Linked DNA regions of Mus musculus: region 2 is linked to region 1. Evidence: chromatin contacts called from public Micro-C data. All regions are on one chromosome and are shown on one strand. Each heading gives the region's core, a stretch centred on a gene start, on an enhancer-like site or on the middle of the called end of the contact. The rest is flanking DNA. Distances are from core to core; before and after follow the strand shown. Region 1 overlaps Ak5 (adenylate kinase 5). Region 2 holds the start of Ak5 (adenylate kinase 5).

Region 1 (5,512 bases), core at 2,102-4,601:
TGGGTGGCACCATTTCCTAGGCTGAACCTGAGCTACAGAAGAATGAAGAAGGCTGGCTAAAAATAAAGGCAGCAACTATGTGGCATTTGTTTCTCTCTGCCCTTGATCTTGGATGTGATGTGACTGGATGTTTGGTTTCTCCTCAGTGGTGGACTGAAGCCTGGGATTGTTAGCTGAAGAAGCACTTTCTTCTCCAAAGTTGCTTTAAGTCAGGGAGTTAAATTATATATATATTATATTATGTTATATATATATATAATCACAGCAACAGGAATGAAGCTAGAATGCCAGGCATGGGGATTCCTTCCCAGGTACATGAAAAAAGTGACTTCCAGATATCTAAGGAAGGACAGACTTTAATTAAAATGTGTGTGTGTGTGTGTGTGTGTGTGTGTGTGTTTGATGCTCTTCTATTTTTGCCCTTAATTGGAGAAATTTCTGTCACTACAGAATGTTCTCAGCGAAGCATCTTGGGTGCACAGCATTCTGTTGTGTTGTGGGTACCACAGTTACGTTTTCCACTGGCTCTTTATTGATGAGCTGAGCTGTTTCACTCATTCCTACTTTAGGGAAGGTGGCTTGTAGAGCAAGTCATGTAGATACCACGTCATGCATATATCCCTGCAGGGTAAATTCTAGAATAGCCACCTTGTGGTCACAGATTAAATGTATTTATACTTTTGTTAGATTTTTGCCAAGTTGGTCTCTATAGAGGTTGCAGCGTTCTTCAAGGACAACCTCCACGACGATGCTTTTCCTAGCCTTTTGCCTTTAATTCTCTTGGATGTCAGAGTCTGTTAAATGAGGTCGGCTGGTTACATGGCTTCCCTGAGGCAACCTGCATGGAAAGCACTTTGTGGAAGTACAGAGCCTTGCCACCTTGTTAGAATGTGAGCCTCAGGGCATCTTTACTGCGTGTCTTCTTACATTTGCACTTGTCTCTGGAGAAACTGAAGTAAGATGGATGCTCGGTACAGCGGTCATTTGAGGGTATATTCACCTTGATTAATCTCCTCTGTGAAGAGAAACAACCTTAGGGATCATTAGGGATGCTCTCTCCTGCTCCATCCCTTAGTGAAACTGCCACTTTCACAGTGTGGGAAACGGGCATGATTCCGTCCCTTCCTGCCGTTCCTCCTTGCCATTCTGAAGGTGAAGAAACAGAGAGGGCTCCAGCTATGCCACCATGCCCTTCGTGAAGTCAACACTGGGATGAGAGCCATGCCTCTCACCATCTTGAGCAGCCCCAAAGATTTAGTCCCAACAGCAGAGCAACCATAGTGGTTGTTGGTGGTCTTCCACTGCCCTCCTGACCCCCGGCCTTTAGAACTCAGGATCCAGCAGTCTGTGCCTATGAATGGGGATGACTCTACAGTACAGGTTGCATTCTGGAGCTCCCCCAAGGATCAAGAGAGCTAGAATGAAGCCAGGACCAAAGTTCTGTTGAGCTTTGGCCCCTGCACTGTCAGAGAGCAAGCACACTCACATCCTTGCATAAGAATCCCTTACTCAGGCGCAGCATCTAGAGAAGCATCTAGAGTCTGTGGACTCATCTGGAGCAATGCATACACTTGTCTAAAATGTTTGCAGGGTAAAATGACGATGGGTAGAGAAGGACTGCCCATGAGAACCTGCTTCTCTCTCTTCGCTGTTGGCTACATCTCCGTGAGGCCGAGAGGAAGCTGAGCTTACACCCTTGTTCTGTGGTATTGTTGGACTATAGGATGAGACCCGACAGGCTGAGATGTCTCACCTTTCCTCTTTATGGTAACATGGCTAGGGAGTTTGACCAGAGTTAATTTGATTTCCTAAACGGCAAAACAAAACAAAACAAAACAAACAACAACAGCAACAACAACCACAGGCCACATTGCAAAAGGGCTTTCTTCACCTCTATCTGGCTTCCGGAGTCTGACCTGTTCTTGTCCCTAGATCTTACTCACAGCTCTCAATTCTGTTTGACCGAGGCTTTGATGGACCCCTACTTTATTTCTGTTAGCTCACTCAGTGAATAGGTTTCTGCAGCATAGAAAGAACTGTCATTTGTTCCTAGGAATGCCTTGCACAGACGAGGGGACTGTCTGGCTGAGGGTACTGTTCTTCAGTGACTCCCAGAATGCCTCATACTTCTAGGGTACATCTTCTATAAATCAAATTATAGGATCAGTGCTGGAGGGCTTGCCTAGAACACCCAAGGCTTGGAGGTTTTTTTTTCTCCCTCTATAAAATAAAACAAACCCCTTGCCTAGAATTTATGAAGGCTCAATTCCCCATAAAACCTGCCAACCAACCAACCAACCCACCAACCAACCAACCAACCAACCAACCAACCCTCCAACCAACCAAGCAAGAGCAAGGGCCAGAACTGTAGCTCAGTGGTAGAACTGTCCTGGTATGCAGATGGTCCTGAGTTTAGCATCTGAGCATTGTAAAAATAATGTTTATCTGGGTTGGGGATACAGTTCTATGGTAGATTTTTTTTTTCTAGCATGCTCAAGGTGAGGCCCTGGGTTTAGTCCCTAGTACTGGAAAAAGAAAAAAAAAGAGAGAGAAAGAAATAAAGGAAGGGAGAGAGGGAGAGAGGGGAAGGAAAAATGAAGAAATCTAGCATCTCTTTGTCTGTCTCTCTCTGTCTCTGTCTCCCTGTCTCTCTCTGTCTCTGTCTTTCTGTCTCTCTGTCTCTCTGTCTCTCTCTCTCTCTCTCTCTCACACACACACACACAGACACACACACACAGACACAGACACGCGCACACACACACACACACACACACACACACACACACACAGTGAATGGCAAGCACTTGCTTTGGTGAATAAGAAGCTAGAGGTCCTGGAGGACCTCTTCCCATGCTGAGTACATTCTACATGAATGGGGCTAACCTGGGCTACCTGCTGGACAAGGAGGGAAGGTGAAGTCTCCTTCTGGCCCATCTGATGTGCTGCTTTCACTCAGTTGCATCTGAAGTTCGATCTCCACTGAGGGAAGACTTGAGAAATCCCAATGCTCTGACCACCAAATTCTACCAAGTACTGTGGACACTTCTTTGTGCCGGAGCTTTGTACTGTGTAGAGTCTATACAGCCAGCCTTTTGTCACGCTGAATCTGCATTGAGGATTAGTTCCTATAGGTGCAATGAGGCCTCGGTGACTTTCCATAGCCTTAAACTAACCTTTAAGGGGACATGCTGTGGGAGAGCCAGTTTCCTGAACTGACAACGATGGCATGCCTATAGACACAGATTCTGTGTAAACACCATTTGTGACTCACAAATGTGGAGTCTAGAAGCTATTTGTGCCAGGAAAGGGTGTGTGTGATGTCCTGCGGTGCGGTGGTAAAATCACCCACACGGCTCTGCTTGTTGCAGAGTTTTGGCTCTATGTGGAGTGCTGTGTTGATGACTGGTGGGAAAGCATCTGTAACTCAGCCTGCGGTAAATGCTTAGCTAGTCAGGTATCCAGTCAACCAATAACGCACTTCCTATCCCAGGGTGTCCATGCACACAGGCCGCTGCTGTTCCCCTGGGATGGAACTATCTGCAGGGGGCACAGCTGACTGGTGTGTGGCGTCTTCCTCTGCGATAACGAAGCCTGAGTTATTGCTCTCATCTCCAAGACTAAATGCCTGACAAGAAAACTTAAGGGCCAAAGGATGGGAAGATGTGTCCACAGGAGCAGCTCTCATGCAGCACAGTGAGAAAGTGAGGTTGCTTGTCCACAGGGCAGAGCAAGAAGCAGGGAGAGATGTGTTCATTGGGCTTTGTCCTTCTCCTCCTTTTATTCAACCACACAGTAGTGCTACCCATGTTCAGAGTGAGTCTCTCTCTTTAACATCTGTGGAAGTGTCTTCAAAGACACCCCACGACTGTGTGTATCCTAGGTGACTGGAATCCGATCAAGCTGACAGTGAGCATTCACTATCTCAGTGTGTATTGTCACCAACTCCACAGAGCCTTGTCACTATTTGTTCCCTGAGTGACCTGGAGAGGACAAAACCGAAAACCGCAGCGGCACAGATGGCTTCCGCCGTGTGATCCTCCTCCCACTCTAACAGCAGCATAGCGTGTACTCAGGGCTCAAGGACCACTTTGTACAGCGCCGTCACAAGAGGATCTCTTCGTTACAGGAAGCTGATGTTGTCAGGATCTTCACAATGCTGAGATGGCATTTGCTGTGATGGCACCTGACCATTGTCACAGTCGTATGCAGCAGAACCAAGCAACTGAAGTGGTGTGGAGTCCCTGCGTGGAATGTGCCTGATACTACAGTACTTCAGGAGAAGGGCAGGGCACTCAATTCAACTCCCTGATGCCAGTTTCCACCTCCACAGTGTCATAGTGTGAGAAGCTCCTGTCCTTCCAAGCTACCAGGCTGACTCCAGATTCAGGGAGAGGCTGTTTTACAGGAATAAATGAGAGATTGATAGTGCAAGGCACCTGACCTCCTCCTCCTCCAGTCTCACATATGCACATACCTGTGTGCATACCTGAACATACATGTGTGCAAACATCACACACACGATGTGTAACATGCGCTCACACAAAATAAAATAACAGCAAAGGAGGGACCTTTTGTATTCCTGGAGACTTTCAGCATGTGTGGTCCTATCTGAACTCAGCATTGGTAGGAAGCAGGCAAGCCCGGGGTTGTGACTGATAGACGAGGAAACACGGTCTTAGACAGGAAGTGTGACTGACTTGGGGGTGAGGCAGTGGGTTGAGGTTAGTGTTCTGAGCGCCAAGTTCTAGTGCTGCCTCTTTCCTACCACCCCACATGGAGGGAGGTGACACACAGACCTGTGACATATGGAAGACCCGCTTTAGCCAGCATGCAGAAGTCACAAAAGCATGTGTCATCAGAGCAGAAATGGGGATGGATTCACTTGTTAGTGGGTAATCTGGAGGTGGGTCACCTCCATCAGGAGATTAAAAAAGAGATTATTTATATGTGTGTGTGTGCGTGCGTGTGTGCACGTGCGTGTGTGCATGTGCATGTGTGTGTTGCCAGCATACATGCCTGTGCACTACATGCATGCAGTACCCACGGAGGCCAGAAGAGGACTTCTGGAACAGCGGTTTTGGGTGGCTATAAGCCATGTAGGTGCCGGGAACTGAACCCAGGTCCTATGCAAGGGTAGCAAGCACTCATAATTGCTGTGCCATTTCTCCAGCTGATTGGTTTTTGAGACAGGGTCTCATGGCATTTCTAGCTGACCCAGAGCTCACTGTGTAGACCAGTCTTGCCTTTGAACTCACAGACACTTGCAGGCCTCTGCCTTTGAGTGCTGGGATCCAAGGCAGTACCAGCACACTTGACTTCATCAAGTGATCTAACAATGGCATGGCGAACTTTACTAGATGGCCGAGAAGGAGGTTTTTGAACTCTTTTATCCCCAGCAGGAGAAAACCCCAAAATGTATGGGAAGTGGTATGTAATTTAGTCACACTCAAGAATGCAGTCTGCAGCGAGTCATTTGTTAGCCACTGAAGTGTACATGATGAGAGGTCTGCTT
Region 2 (4,842 bases), core at 1,148-3,647, 160 kb after region 1:
GAAAAGTTCCATTATATTCTAGGCTTTGGTGGTGATACATTGCATCAGCCACCTGTTACTGTGATCTGTAATGGCATGTACTATCTATCTGCAACCATCTGGGGTTTTGGAAGGCACCTGGTTAAACTTAGAACAGTGTGGATTCTGGCACAGAAAATCCATTTTAGAAATCTGAGGTGTTGGATTTTTGTGGTCTGTACTCGTCACATGGACAATCAGGTCCTGCTTCCCTCTAAGCTGTGCAGTGAATCGGTCTCACTGTTCAAATGGAACCTAGAAGTCTCTATAGTCTTCTCCAGCTCTTTGCTGTCCTGAACTGAGTCTCAGTATACAGCGTTTAGTGCCTCTCAGGTAAGCAAGCTGACGTCCTTTTGAGTGTGTGCAGTATTTGGGGACATTCCATTCATATGCAGAAAAGCCAACGGGAAGCTTGAAGCCTAAGCAGCTACCTACCAGGGCTCATTAGCACACTCCATACAGAGTTCTGTGAGCAGACCACCCTGGCTCCCTGTACATTACCTGGCACCACGGAAGAGAAATGTCAGGAGACTCCGCCAGGCGTGTATCTATCATTCTTTTAGAAGCATAGAAATAAAATCGGTTTTGGTCTTAACATTTATAATTTAAAAAAATATTTCAGCTCTTCATTTCCACATTTACAAAAACAGCAAAAAAAGCTGTCCAAGCACTGTAATTATGGTATCCTGGGTTAAATAAACATAGTTTGGGGGTATTGCAAAAATTATTGTCTTAAGCACTGCACTTTCCTTCTAACAGAAAAAAATCCCCTAAACAGGAAAAAGAACAATGTGTGGCCTTTGGTTTATAATATTACTCTTCCATTTCCTTCAGAATTGGAGGCCAAAATTTTTAAGGCTCATCCTATGAGGCTTGGATTGGTGCCGTCCTTTTTTTTTTTTTTAATTTTTATTTTGTTTTATAACCTAAGCAAAAGCGCTTCGGATTTAGGGTGTTTTAAGACGGAATGTGGAGAGAATAATAGGAAGCAGGACTTCTCTCTGGGAAGCAGGTACCTTTAGCTCATTCCTCAAGCCTCCTTCCTCACATTCCTATCCCCTGTCCCTGGTGCGGATGCTGGATGCTGCTGCTAAGCCCAGCAGAGGCCAGCAACAGGAGTCACGCCTGTCTGGCCGCTCCCAGTCGAACCCAGTCTGTGTAGGTGGGCGCGAGGGCTGGCGCTGGAGGCTGGGAGGACCTTTCAAGCAACCAGCAAACGCGCTCGGGAGTTCATTGACTGGCCGCTTAGAGCTTCAGGGACCCAGGAGATAGCGCTGCACTGGATCGGCTGGGCTGTGTGTATATATGCGTGTGTGGGTTTTTTTTCTCCCTCTCCATCTTCATCCTTCTCCTCAAGCCGTCCCCCCCGGGAGAGTCGCTTCGTCCACGCTTTCCCTCCCCTGCAAGGGGTCCCAACGCTTGGCGCCTGGAATGTTTAGGACTCTGGAACCTTCAGTTTCCTGTCCTGCCTCCGTGTGGGCGACACTGGTCTCACCTGGCTTGACCCTCAGTCCCAGAGAGTGCTGCCAGGCCACGATCTGCTGTCCATTCTGGGTGCCCATCTCGGAGGGATACTCTGGGGACAGCCTGCATCCAGTACCCAGCTTGAAGAGGGAAACTTGATCCCAAGATACGGGTTTCGAAGCCTGCATTTGAAAAGGACCCGAGCGACCCGAGCGCACAAGGCGACTTGTCTGGGGCGAAGGGAACGGCGAGCCTCTGTGAGCGCCTTCATTAGGGACCCTACACCGGAAGGTGCAGCCGGGCACTGGCCCTCGGGACATTCGCTGGGGATCCTTTGGCCACCCCAGCCTCTTACCTCGAAAAGCTGAGGAATGTCCCTCCGGGCCAGGTACTCCTTGGCGTCGTTGGTGTTCATGGCTGTACGGCGCGCGTGCAGTGGGGAGCAGGAGGGGAAGCTCCCGAGGTTGGGGCTGGCGGGGCGCAGCCCTCACTTGGATGCGCTCAGGCCGGGGTCCCCTCAGCGACTCCCGGGCAGCTGTGCAGTCCGCGCTCCCGTCGCCCCCGCGTCCGCGCCGGTCCCCGCGCCAGCCAGCAGCGAGCAGCAGCGGCTTCCCGGGCGCAGGCAGCGCGAGCGCCAGGGGAGGGGCGCGGAGGAGGACCACGCGGCCGACGCCACCAGCCGCCGCCTCCCGGCTCTGCGCGCTCGGCCCGCGCCTCCGGAGCTCGCTGCGGCGGCCGCCAGTCACGCTGCGCGGGCGGGCGCGGGGCGCGGGGGTGGGGACGCGCGGGCTGCAGTCACTCCCCAGCCCGCAACGCAGCCAGGGCAGCCAGGGCACCAAGGAGCCAAGAACCGGGCGATTGGAGCTGGATACAGTTTTGCTTCTACACACACACACACACACACAAACACACACACACACACACACACACACACACACACACCAGACACACACACCAGACACACACACCAGACACCCCCCCACACACACACTATACAGACACACCATACACACTATAGACAGACACTCCCCCCCCCACAAACTTACCACAGACAGACACTCCCACACACACCACAGACGATAGACAGACAGACAGACACCACTTATCATGAGCTCCTCCAGGAGCTCTTCCAGGGGGGAAAAACCCAAGTCAGAGAATTCATATATTCTTAAGTTAATGGCCTTTCAGTGATAGGGAGTTGGAAGTAGGGAAAGAGGAAGGATTCTGTTGGGTCTTTTAACACTGGAGTACCCAGCCCTTAAGAAAAGTTGGAGCAACTTAAACATTTGAGTAGAAGGCCTGAAATCCTTAGCGTAAGATTTAGTGAGCAGTCAAAGAATCTTTTCTGCTGGGAGGAGCTGAAGGAGGAAGAGAGGACTGAGTGGTGGAGAGCTGGGGTCTGCTTTAAACTGCAAAGTGGTCACTGGCCCAAGGGCCATCAGAACGCCCTAACAGGAGACGGCTGGTGAGGTGTACTGGTGCCTACCCAGTTACAGACCAAGGTGCACCCATCCTCCCCACAGCTACCAAGATGACTCATTTCCCACAGATGTCTTTTCACTGCTCTTTGAGAGATGCTCTGGGTCTCCAGGGAATATGATCTCTAACTGCCTGCAAGGGCCCACTCTGGAGAGGGTATGTGGAAGAAAGGAGGCAAAAGCTACATACAGACTCCTGGCATCTGGGGTCTGGTAGAAACCAGCACTCTAAATGCTTCAAATTAAAAACTCACCATTTGAATGTCTGTTTCAGGATCTTTCCTTGGACCTATTTCTTGGTCCACATAAGCCGCTGTTGCTCAAGCTACAGCTTTATTTGAGCAGAGGGAGGGAGATCAATTTTTTTTTAAAGATTTATTTATTTATTATATGTAAGTACACTGTAGCTGTCTTGAGACGCACCAGAAGAGGGCATCAGATCTAATTATGGGTGGTTGTGAGCCACCATGTGGTTGCTGGGACTTGAACTCCGGACCTTCGGAAGAGCAGTCAGGTGCTCTTACCCACTGAGCCATCTCACCAGCCCGGGAGATCAAATTTTAATTAGCTCAATTTTGAGAATTAAATAAAATTTGTGAACATTTTTGAAGCCACATGCCATAATAATGTGTCATGTTATGGGGGCGATTTTTTCAGTTCTGAGGACATTGGTGTCCTCTGTGAGAATGTCTCCACTTATGTTCCTCTCACTTAGTTGACAGCAGGCTTTGGAGGGAGCCAAAGCCATCTCTGCCCTGTGCAATCATTTCCACAGTCCTTGGAAAATCCTAGGGCCTGGTGGCTTAGTCGACTTAGAAGCACACGGGACTGAAGAGGCCAGTTCCTGTAGGTCTTCTTGAGGTCCTTCTTTCCTGGGTTCTGTTGCTAGTGTTAGGGTTTGTTTTTGTTTCGAGGTGATACATGATTCTTAGTATCTTTAGTAAATCCAGCAAGTGACAGCAACAACCTAGTAAAGAGAGAGGGGTCAGAGAAAACACACTGTAGCCAGCTTGGAAACAGATGTAGCAAGTTTACATCAGCCTTAGAGAGTGACAGCTGGTGTATCCCAGAGTAGAGAGGTGTAGGAAGGGCAAGATGCTAGTCACTGTTACTGCAGACTGCGGCCTCACAGGGACAGAGCATATGCAGAAAGTACAGGCTTTCAAAGCTGGGCTGGAGATAGCAGGGACAGGAGCATAGGGGCATCCTTGCCAAATCTATCCCGTCTTACCAGCTCTGTGATGGTTCTAAGGCTGGGCATAGAAAGCCTGAAGCCCCTTGTACTGTAGAGACACATTCCTTCAAGCTCCAACAAACTATAACATTCTCCACGTCTGCGTATTTGGTAACAATTAGCATATCATGATATTTTCCTACCTTGTATTCAGATAAGTGGGTCATGACTAAATAAGTTTAAAGAGACAAAGATTTCATTTGGGGTCTCTATATTTAATACAAATGAAATTGTCTCCATCCTCTTCAAAAATCTTTTGGTATAGCTTTAATTTTTACAATTTTCGAGAATGGTTAGCGTTTTTGAAGGTATAGGAGTTGGGACATCTGAGGAAAAATAATAGAATTGTCTCTTGTGATCATATCTTGGGAGATCATGGTAAGTTTCTGTGCTATGGCAGTAACTAAGACAATCTCTTGCTGGTAAGGACCCTAGTTTCCATTGGAGAATGTGTGTAATAAGTAAGTATGATAGGGCCAATAAGATAGCTCAGTGTGGACGAGTCTGATACTCTGACTTGTTCCCCAGGACCCACATGCTTGGGAAGCGAGGACTTCCCAGATCTGTCCTCTGACCTTTACACATGCGCTCTGGTGCTGTGGCACAGGTGTCAGCACCCACCCACCTACACAGACACATGCAGACAGA

The links. Hi-C and Micro-C count contacts between places; a contact is called where the count stands out from the background.
Region 2: a Micro-C map of embryonic fibroblasts shows a contact between it and region 1, with 6 times the contacts expected there. The contact joins the promoter of Ak5 here to the enhancer-like site in region 1. A contact is called at or near these places in 14 of 39 promoter capture datasets (HPC-7-derived erythroid cells, cancer-associated fibroblasts, cranial neural crest and 10 more), 3 of 484 Hi-C or Micro-C datasets (cerebral cortex, embryonic fibroblasts and embryonic stem cells), 6 of 115 datasets of contacts at active chromatin or transcription factors (the NIH/3T3 cell line, craniofacial prominence, embryonic forebrain and 3 more) and 3 of 9 other capture datasets (adipose tissue, liver and pancreatic islet).

Annotation. Positions count from the first base shown.
Region 1 is chr3:152,504,755-152,510,266 of GRCm38.p6, forward strand. All of the region lies in intron 8 of Ak5 (adenylate kinase 5), which reads right to left. Among named protein-coding and RNA genes, the nearest start is that of 3110067G11Rik, 18 kb to the left of the region's middle. Within about 2 kb of position 3,352, at least 37 of the 459 cell types and tissues checked have an H3K27ac peak or open chromatin away from gene starts, as enhancers often do. A contact at or near this core is called in the NIH/3T3 cell line and embryonic fibroblasts, where this site is marked.
Region 2 is chr3:152,665,963-152,670,804 of GRCm38.p6, forward strand. It overlaps Ak5 (adenylate kinase 5), which reads right to left and starts at 2,398. Exons shown (of 14, transcript NM_001081277.2): 1 at 1,838-2,398. The coding sequence starts at 1,897. It overlaps AI115009 (expressed sequence AI115009), which reads left to right and starts at 951. Exons shown (of 4, transcript NR_040386.1): 1 at 951-1,870.